Regions from separate parts of the Sus scrofa genome. Here region 1 is linked to region 2. Evidence: chromatin contacts called from public HiChIP or PLAC-seq data. All regions are on one chromosome and are shown on one strand. Each heading gives the region's core, a stretch centred on a gene start, on an enhancer-like site or on the middle of the called end of the contact. The rest is flanking DNA. Distances are from core to core; before and after follow the strand shown.

Region 1 (4,746 bases), core at 2,247-4,746, 130 kb before region 2:
CGTATTTCTCTCTTTGTATATTTAGAAAACTCAAAGCCCAATTTGTGTCTCACCTCTGGCATACACACAGGAACATAATTATGTGTTCTTTAGCCTGCCCTTGTTTTCTCTTTGCCTGGTTTCTTTCCTTGTGATCTTGTTTTACTATATGTCTCTGAAAACCCAGCTAAAATCTTTTTTTTTTTTTTTTTTTGGATTGAGTTAAAGGGAGGCCAGGAGTTACACTGACTGAGGATGAGTCTGGCTCTATCTCTTACAGACTGGGTTTTGAGAAAGTCAACATGTCAAGGTTCAGTTAGCTTTCTAATCTAGAAAGTAGGAATAATATAGTACTTACCCCATAAGTGAGTAGACAGAAGGAAATGAAAAAATGTGTAGAGAGCACTGAACACTGTCCATTGTCACTGTTTAGTATGTGTTAGTGATGGTGATGAGGGTGACGCTATTAATGACGATGATGATGATAGAAGACAGATAGAAATAAAGAAGCACCATAGACCAGCGCTAAAGAATGGAAGCCTACTACCGCTACCCACCAGCTCTCACCCTGGCCTTCTTCACCTTAGCCCACAAAGGTCCACAAAAAATGTATCTGCATACACAGGTGCATGCACACACAGCCCCACAGCCACTAACATGTGCACACATTTACTGCACAGGTTTTCAGGGTAAGGACAGCACTCCTATTTGTACTGACCTGGAATGTAGAGCACTATGAGATTTGAGAACGCAACAAACATCAAACTCGACCATTCAGCGCCCCCCTGAAACTCCCTTTCCTACATTTGTCAGTGCACATATATCTCTATTTTTCCTCTAACATGAGCATATGGCATATGTACGAGCGACACTGTGGTCTTGTACTCAGATACTCATACTCCTTTTAAAATCCGCTAATGTTTAGATTTCCACACAGCACACTCCTTCTACTCCATGCTCCCTGGAGGCTATTTAGAGTGAAGTCTCAAACCGAAGCTGCCTATAAACAAACCAAAGGGACACTTCAGTTAGCCTTTTGCCTCCAGAGAGATTTTGGTTCTTTGATAGAAACATCTCACTAGCAAACCAAACAGTGCCAGTACACAGCCTTAGCTAAGCTACAGCTCAGTGGGGAGTTAAGCTGCTGCAGGGATGAAGGACCTGTAATTAAGAACACAAAGGCCAGTTGGATGGACAAAAGCAAAGGAGCACAGGTTTCATCTCACGAGTTCCTTTCCTGCTTTAAACACTGCTTCTCAGCAGGTCTGAGTTTTCTCCTTTCAACTCCCCGTGGCTTTTCTTGCTTCCTTGGCTGGGACATTCAGAGGGCGCCTGTGTGAAAGAGGGGGCATGATCATTAAGACAAAGCTCCAAAGAGCACAGAGTTGTGTTTGCACAAGGCTGCACATGCTAGAATTAGAAGGCAAGCAGCAATTTCCTCTGAAAGCAGCCACAGGGCTCTCTGAAGGTCTTTTTCATGGTCTCCATGGTTACCAGAAGATTTTTTTTTCTTTTTTTTTTTTTTTTTCTGCCAAAGCGCCAGCAGCTCTGCCTCTTTTCATTGCTCTTGACTGCAGCCAGAAGGAAGAAGAAAATCACTTCTTTGGAGTCCTTTTCTCTAGTTTCTAGGTGATACATTCTAACCTGCCATGGATATTTCACTGCGGCATACTCTCCCCTCCAGGCAGTCTCAGGGACAGGGAAGTGGATGGATGGCTTGGTACCCTTTTTCCAACCCATCTCTGGGCAGAACCAACTCCAGGGCTGTGAGCCTAAGGGGCAAGCCAGAGAACCTCAAGGAGACGGCCCTCCCCAAGAGACATGTAATTGATCTCTCTCTGGCCTACTGATCCCCTAATGGCAAGCAGGGACCCCAAAATATAAAGGGTAGGAGCTTTTTAAAAAATTAATCATTATACAGAACTGATTATAGTACCCAAGTCCATTCTAAGTGCTTTTATGCATTGACTCATTTAAAGTTACAACGAATCTTTAAGAAGTAGATGTTGTTATTATCTTTATTTTACGGATGAGAAAATGGCACCAAGAGTCTCATAACCTGCCCAAGGTCACTGGCAAATTGGTGAGGAAGCAGGGGCTCTAATGGAGGCAGCCTGGCCCTAGCCTCTGTGTTTGCTCACTCACCACGCTGCCTGTCTGGGAAATCTCCTGCTGGGGGCCTGTGCCTGCTGCCCTGGCAGCTGGGATGAGGGGACCTTATCCCACTGCCTGGAGATCTGAGAGGAGGAGGGTTTGAGCTGGTGCTAATAGGAGATTGGGCTGGGAAGTATGGGAGAAGTACAACTGGGCCGCCTTAGCACAAAACAGGAGCTCTGAGAAAACAAAACTAAGAGGTCTGCACATCTACTGGTGATTAAGACAGATGTGGGACAAGTATCTTGCAGATCACCTCTGAACCACAGAACAGTATAGAAGCACCAGGTTGGAAACCAAACACCTGGTTTCTAGTCCAAGCTGGACCACCAAGGCAATGTGTGATGGCCTTGGCAGGCAATGGAGTATATTGGGTCACTTGCTCTCATGAGCAAGAGAGCAAGAGAGAGAATACTAAGCTGTGATTTTTTTTTTTTTTTTTTTCCCCACTTAGGGCCATACCAATATGGAAGTTCCCAGGCTAGGGGTCGAATTGGAGCTACAGCTGCTGGCCACAGCCACAGCCACAGCAGCACAGGATCTGAGGGACGTCTGCAACCTACACCACAGCTCACAGCAACACCAGATCCTTACCCCACTGAGCGAGGCCAGGGATCAAACCTGCAACCTCATGGTTCCTAGTCGGATTCTTTTCCACTGCACCACAACTCCTATCTGCGAATTTTTAACCAGCTTTGAAGATCAATAAGTCTTAGAGACTTAGGAATCAAATGGAGGCAAGCAGTATAGATTGGTACATATCACTCAAGGTGGGACAGAAAAGACATGAAATAGCAAAAGAGGTAACTAAAAAATTTTAAAGGAAGACTATTTAAAATTAACCAACAAGAGATGGTGACAATCCCCCCTCACCCCCCAGCAAAATCAGGAAAATGGTCCACCCCTAGACCACAAGGCAAAAGGAAGGAAGCTGGTAATGGAACCTGCCAAAAGGTGGGCAATAGGTAGTCGTGGCTGTAGCGGTAGGAGGGGGGGCTACCTGGCAGGAGCCAAGGCCTTTAGTAGAGGAAAAAAGTCATTGTGAGAAAAGGAAGTGGCTTATCCCTCCTGCAGGTTCTCCCGCTGGCCAAACTCAATGGAATGTCAGAGGGCAGGGAAGCTGGATGATGAAGTTGCTGGAGGTCAGCCTTCAGAGCAAGATATTGCAGGGCAGAGAATGGACTTGAGAGGCAAATAGAGAAACATCTAGCACAGGGCTCACCCTGTGACCTGGGGAGGCTGATCCCAGTTCTCGTCTGGTTACAGCTAACTCCCCACCCCTCACCCCACCCCCCCGCCCCGCCACCCCCGTGGAGCAGTTACGGAAGATCCTAACTGGGTACAGATGACCTCAGTGTGCTCAGGGTTAGCTGAGGATAACTAGATTGGACCACAACTGACCTCTCACTCCCTCCCACTCTCCCTCCCACAGTACTTCAGACCAAATGTTCCTTGGACATTAGACAATGGCCATTAATGAGGTGGGGGAGGGGATGTCAGGAGAAGAGGAGAGCAGAGAGGAGAAAAAGAGAAGGAAAGAGAGAAAGAAGATAGCTACCAGTTACTCTTTCCACATAAAGCAGCTATAAGGGAAAAAACAGTGTTAACAAAAATGCAATTATTTGTAGCATCTTCCTACCTAATAGAGGAATTCTAGAATTCAGGATAAAAGAGGTGTTCTGTTTGCAGTCATAGCTGCTGTGCTTTTAAAATTTGTGTACTAGGAGCTTTACACTTGTTATGTTGTTTAACCCTCACCACCATCACTGGTGTCATCCTTGTTACTGGAGTGAAGATACAGAAGCTCAGAGAAGTCATTCAGTTGTGAGGCCAGAATTAAATCACAGCATTATCCTGGCTCCCCAAATGACAGTGGCAAGACCAGATTTAAATCTTAGGCTGGGGAGTTCGTGGCTCAGCAGAAATGAATCTGACTTCTAACCATGAGGACGCAGGTTCAATCCCTGGCCCCGCTTAGCGGGTTAAGAATCTCGCATTGCCATGAGCTGTGGTGTAGATCACAGATGTGGCTCAGATCTGGTGTTGCTGTGGCCATGGTGTAGACTGGCAGCTACAGCTCCAATTGGACCTCTAGCCTGGGAACCTCTATATGCCTCTGGTGCAGCCCTAAAAAGACAAAAAAAAAAAAAAAAAAAAATCTTAGGCTGGTTAGATCACCTCCACTGAAGAAGTCCATCCTCCAAGTTCTCCTTGTAACACAGTATGATCAGCCCCTCTCTCTTTTCTTCCATTATGGGTAGCAATTTAATATTTAGGACCTTAGATGTCATCTAAGCTGAGAGACAATGGAAATATGATTTGGGAGGAGGCTAAACAATTTCATTTTTCAAATAATTCTTCCACAATAATTTCTGAATTCCCTTCATTGTCCCTGTAGATAATCTTTTTTCATCTTGGTAAGTATAATTAGTTTTCTGGGGCAACCATAACAAAATATCACAGGCTGAGTGGCTTAAACAAACAATTTATTTTTTCTTGGTTCTGAAGGCTGGAAGTCCAACATCAAGGTGCCAGTAGGGTTGGTTTCTTCTGAGGCTCTCTCCTTGGCTTACAGATGGCCATCCTCTTGCTGCCTCTTCACATGCTGTTCAC
Region 2 (4,409 bases), core at 108-2,607:
GCAGCTTGAAACCAGAAGGTACACTTAACCACATGGCCCCTACATAAATGTCTGCTAGATCTAAATAAAAATTTAATGTATCAACATTTTATAAGAGTTTGTTTTAAAATAAACACCCCCATCAACAGCAGAACTAGAATACAATCCAGTCAGTTTCTGCAGGTTAGGTATAGGGTGATAGGGAGCCACATCAGCTGAACACAATGGAGTGTTCTCTCTCCTGGACTGCCATCCCCAAGCCTGCCTAGGACTCCCTTAGCCCTAGACACATAGCAGGCCCACTTTCCTGTGTCTTATAAAATTATCTGATCAACTAAGAAATCATAATTCCATCTATGTTTTACCCTATCTGAATCGTCAGTATAATGAAGAACCTTATAATTGTCTGTTAATTTATGGGTATAATTTGTTCAAGTCCATTAAAACATTATTGTCCTCGTATAGCCTGCCATTCTTCCACAAAAGGCCCTGGCCTTGGGTGTGTTTCTACACACACACACACACACACACACACACACACACACACATCCCGCTTATCTTTGAGGCTTCTCATCTAATTCTCGAAAAAAAAAATATCAAAGTGAGCCTGAAGGTCCCTTTTCCAGACCAGAGGAGGGGAAGAGGGGGATTGTTAATGGAACTGATTTTTACTCTGTAGTTCTGTAACAGATTGGGAGGTACAAACTGCAAGAAAAACTAGTTTCTTGGCGTGTCACCAAACCTGGGGTTCACCGATCAATCACATCCAAACTCATTTACTGACTTAGAAATATACATCGTGGCAAGGTTGGTTTACATAAGGACTTGGACCGAAGCCGCCGCCACTATCTGCGGTAATCTCCTGTGGAGTCATGGCCACCTTCCCTGAGGAGCTCCCACGCCTCCCCGATCCCCAAAGACACCCGGCGGTCCCTCCCGGCTCTGAGTCCCTTGGGGAAGGCCTCGAAGGGAGTCCGAAGGGAAGCCGAGAGAAGGGAGGGCGGCAGGGGCGGGCAGCACCCGGGCTTCAGTTCACGACCCCGTTATTCCACGGAAAAATGGAACATTCCGCTCCTTCCGCCTGCAGAGGGGAGGTGGGGGGAACCCTTCGATCTCGCCTGGGAGAGGCGACGCGGGCGCAGTCACCGGAATCCGGGACGCCGGGAACCGCGTTACGGGAATTGCAGCCTCTCGGAGTGCCGCCCCATCGTCTTCGGGCGGCCGTTGAGCCAATGCCGGGGCGCGCCGGGTCTCGCGGGGGCCAATCAACGTACAGATCCCAAATCCGGGGGCGGGGCGTGACAGGGCGCCGCGGGGCGGGGTCAGGGGGCGCTTCGCCCCGCCACGGGAGGAGGGCCGCGTGCCGCGTCTGCGGGAAGGAGCGGAGCTCTAGCAGTCGTCCAGGCAGAGCGCCGACAGGCCCGCGGAGCCGCGCGGGGAACGCCCGGTCGCAGCTGAGCTGGGCCGCGGCTGCTGGCCAGAGGGCCCGGCCGGGCCTGGGGCGGAGGGAACCTACGCTACCGGGGACCTGGAGGAGCGAGGCACCGCGGCCTGAGAGGTGAGGAGAGGCCGTGGCCAGTTGAAGGGCCGTGTAGCGGGAGGGTGAGGGCCGAGTCGGGGCGGACGGGCCAGAGGACTGGCACCCGAGGAGGCCACCCTTTCCCGAGAAAGAGGGGCGCCCCGACAACGAACTCCCCAAACTTCTTGTTACCCCAGCCTGGAAATCCCCACATTCCTTCCTCTCCCTGTTTCCACACCTCCGAATTTGATCTCCACGACTTTGTCACCTAGATTTTTCATCCCTAAGTACAAAACTCACCTCCGGCGCGTGTGCACGCACACACACCCCACACCCTTCTTAAGCCCCCGCCCCCAAACGGCCTTCTGGACCTTACTCCTTTTTGGTTACCAAATCCTCACTTTTCCCCAGTTGCCTTTCCATCTCCCCTTATTCCACTGGCCCCGCACTTGACTCTTCATTTTCTACTCGGAAGTTAATTTTCTTTCCAAAGCCATCTTTTCATCCTTAAATTGTAATGTTTAAACGTTACTGAAAGTTCCTACCATACTCATAAAAATTCCGAACTTAACATCTCTTTTTCTTCTTTTGATCGATTACATGTCCCGACCCTAATGAACCCCACAGACCGCTGTATCCTAAAGGCGCCGAATACGGTCTTTAAAAATTGCACCCTTCCCCCAAGCTTAAAGGTTATTCCAAGCAGGGTTCTGTTTTAAAGTATTTTTTCAAAGTGGAAAAAAACCCACAGTTTAAAAATAAGATCTGCCACCTTTGTTCTTTTTTTTTTTTTTCCTTCAGAACGAAACCCATTTCGGTTTAATTTGTGTAGTATTTGAGTGATTATACTGCTTTAAAATAATTAATTGTTAGAACGCCAGGATGAATATTCTAAAAGATTGGAGTGTTTGGTTTAGTCAGTGCTGTAAACAAACCCTTTAGACTGTGTGACTGCCAGCTTCAAGTTGGAGCAACTCTTAATTTGAAATTACTGACTCAGAACATCATTTGAGCTGTTCGCCATTATCATGGTTTCTTAAATTCATATTCATTCCTATTTGGAAGTAGTTTAAAACTATAAACTGGAGTACTACATTTATAGAACCAACTTGCTATTAAATTAAATTATGTTTTCCAAATGTTTCTCTCTTTGGGGATAATTTTGAACACTTGTTTTTAATTACAAATGGAAGGAAAAAAATTACAGGATGGAGAAAGTGTCAGAAAAGGATAGATTTTGTAGTAGAATTTTTCCTCCATCCCAGTTTGGAATATTGACAATACTATACATGTTTACTTTTCTCATAGGTAGTTTAGAATATTACAAATACACAACTAATTTAAAAAATTTTTTTCTTGGTTTTTTATTGCCGTATAGTTGATATACAGTGTTGTGTTAATATGTTTTCTTATGTAATGAAAAATCTGTTCAGTTTTTTATGAATTGCTGTGTTTTCAGTTTATTTAAAATTTTTCCAAAGGAATTTGCATTTCAGCTAAATGTTAGGGTGGATGTTGACTATCATATACCTGTGAAGTAGGTGTTACAGTAGCTGCCTTATAGAGAACGAAACTGAAGCTCAGGGTTCCTGTGAAAACTAGTTCTGTGTAATTCCAAATCCTGTACTTTCAGTCAGTCATGTAGTCATGCTGACATATTTCTCATAGAGGATCCAGTGCTACAATTTGGTTTGGTAACTTAAGAACGCCCCATAACTTCTGCAGGAAGGGTTTTTTTTTTTTTTTCTCTCAGAAGCTATTTCATAGCAGCTTATTTTAATGGGAGTCAGAATTCCCTGGCGCTAATACATTTGCCGCTTGGCTCTTAGAGAAGGATGGAATGTTCTCACAGTCTTCTCCATTTCTTTGATTGCAAAGACATTTTGATCAGAGCTGAAGTTTCTACTGAACTTTATTTTTCATAATAAATGCTAAGCATTTAGTACTGACTATAGGAACTCACAAAGATATGTGGTTTACAGAAATTGAGTGGACAAGCATTTTGCAAAAAATGACAAGGATGTAGGACAGTTTTAATTAAATGTGGTGTGATACAGAAGATGCTATGTATGTTTAAATCAGGGAATTATTATATAAGGGTTGAATTGATCAAAGTATTTACCAGAGGTCAGCCTTGAAACCTGGGTAAGATTTGGATAAAGGGACAATTGAAGGGAGACCATTCCAAGTGGAAAGGGTCAGAAATGATCAAAGTATAGTAACTATAATAGCCAATACATGTGTAATGCTTATTTTGTGTCACTGTTTTGAACACTTTGCTTGTATTTATTTAATCCTTGTAACCTTATGAGTAGAGCTTACCCTCTTTTAATAAAGGACACCAAGGCATAGAGAGGTTAATTAGGACACCAAGGCATAGAGAGGTTAATTAACTTGCCTAGTGCCACATGGCTATTAAGTGGTAGATCCAAAATCTATACCCAGACGACGTGGTGTGGAATCTGAGCTCCTAATCATGATAAATACACTGCCTCTTCATATAGTATACTTGAGTCAACAGTAACTAGAATAATATGGCCATACCATAAGGTCTTTAAAAACCCATTCTTAATTGTCTGCTATGTGCCTCAAAGTACGTTAGAGTCTCAGGCTACCAAGATGTATAAGCAGCTAATTTACAATATAGTGTTGTATATCCTATTAGGGAACTATATACAAGTGCATTGGGAGCAAAGATGATTGTGGGAGTGGATGGAAATTCCACAGAAGAGATGATGTTTCATCTCAATTACAAATAGTACAAAGCAGAGTTTGGCAGAAGGAAGACATTCTAGAGGAAAGGAATAGCATATAAAGAAGCACAAATCCTGAAATAACAAAGTGTGTTAGAGAAAGTCTAATAGTTTGCTGTACCTTGAGCTTAAAGTCTGTAGGAGTGACTTATTAGTGT

What was found. HiChIP or PLAC-seq counts read pairs in DNA pulled down with a chosen protein or histone mark.
Region 1: an H3K27ac HiChIP or PLAC-seq map of skeletal muscle shows a contact between it and region 2. The contact joins the enhancer-like site here to the promoter of IL6ST in region 2. A contact is called at or near these places in 2 of 5 promoter capture datasets (fetal liver and liver), 4 of 47 Hi-C or Micro-C datasets (embryonic fibroblasts, liver, retroperitoneal adipose tissue and 1 more) and 2 of 2 datasets of contacts at active chromatin or transcription factors (alveolar macrophages and skeletal muscle).

The regions. Positions count from the first base shown.
Region 1 is chr16:35,282,836-35,287,581 of Sscrofa11.1, reverse strand. All of the region lies in intron 8 of ANKRD55 (ankyrin repeat domain-containing protein 55), which reads left to right. Among named protein-coding and RNA genes, the nearest start is that of IL6ST, 130 kb to the right of the region's middle. Within about 2 kb of position 3,496, at least 12 of the 83 cell types and tissues checked have an H3K27ac peak or open chromatin away from gene starts, as enhancers often do. A contact at or near this core is called in retroperitoneal adipose tissue and skeletal muscle, where this site is marked.
Region 2 is chr16:35,148,736-35,153,144 of Sscrofa11.1, reverse strand. It overlaps IL6ST (interleukin 6 signal transducer), which reads left to right and starts at 1,357. Exons shown (of 16, transcript NM_001097432.1): 1 at 1,357-1,537. The region is part of intron 2 of LOC102168151 (a long non-coding RNA gene); the gene reads right to left.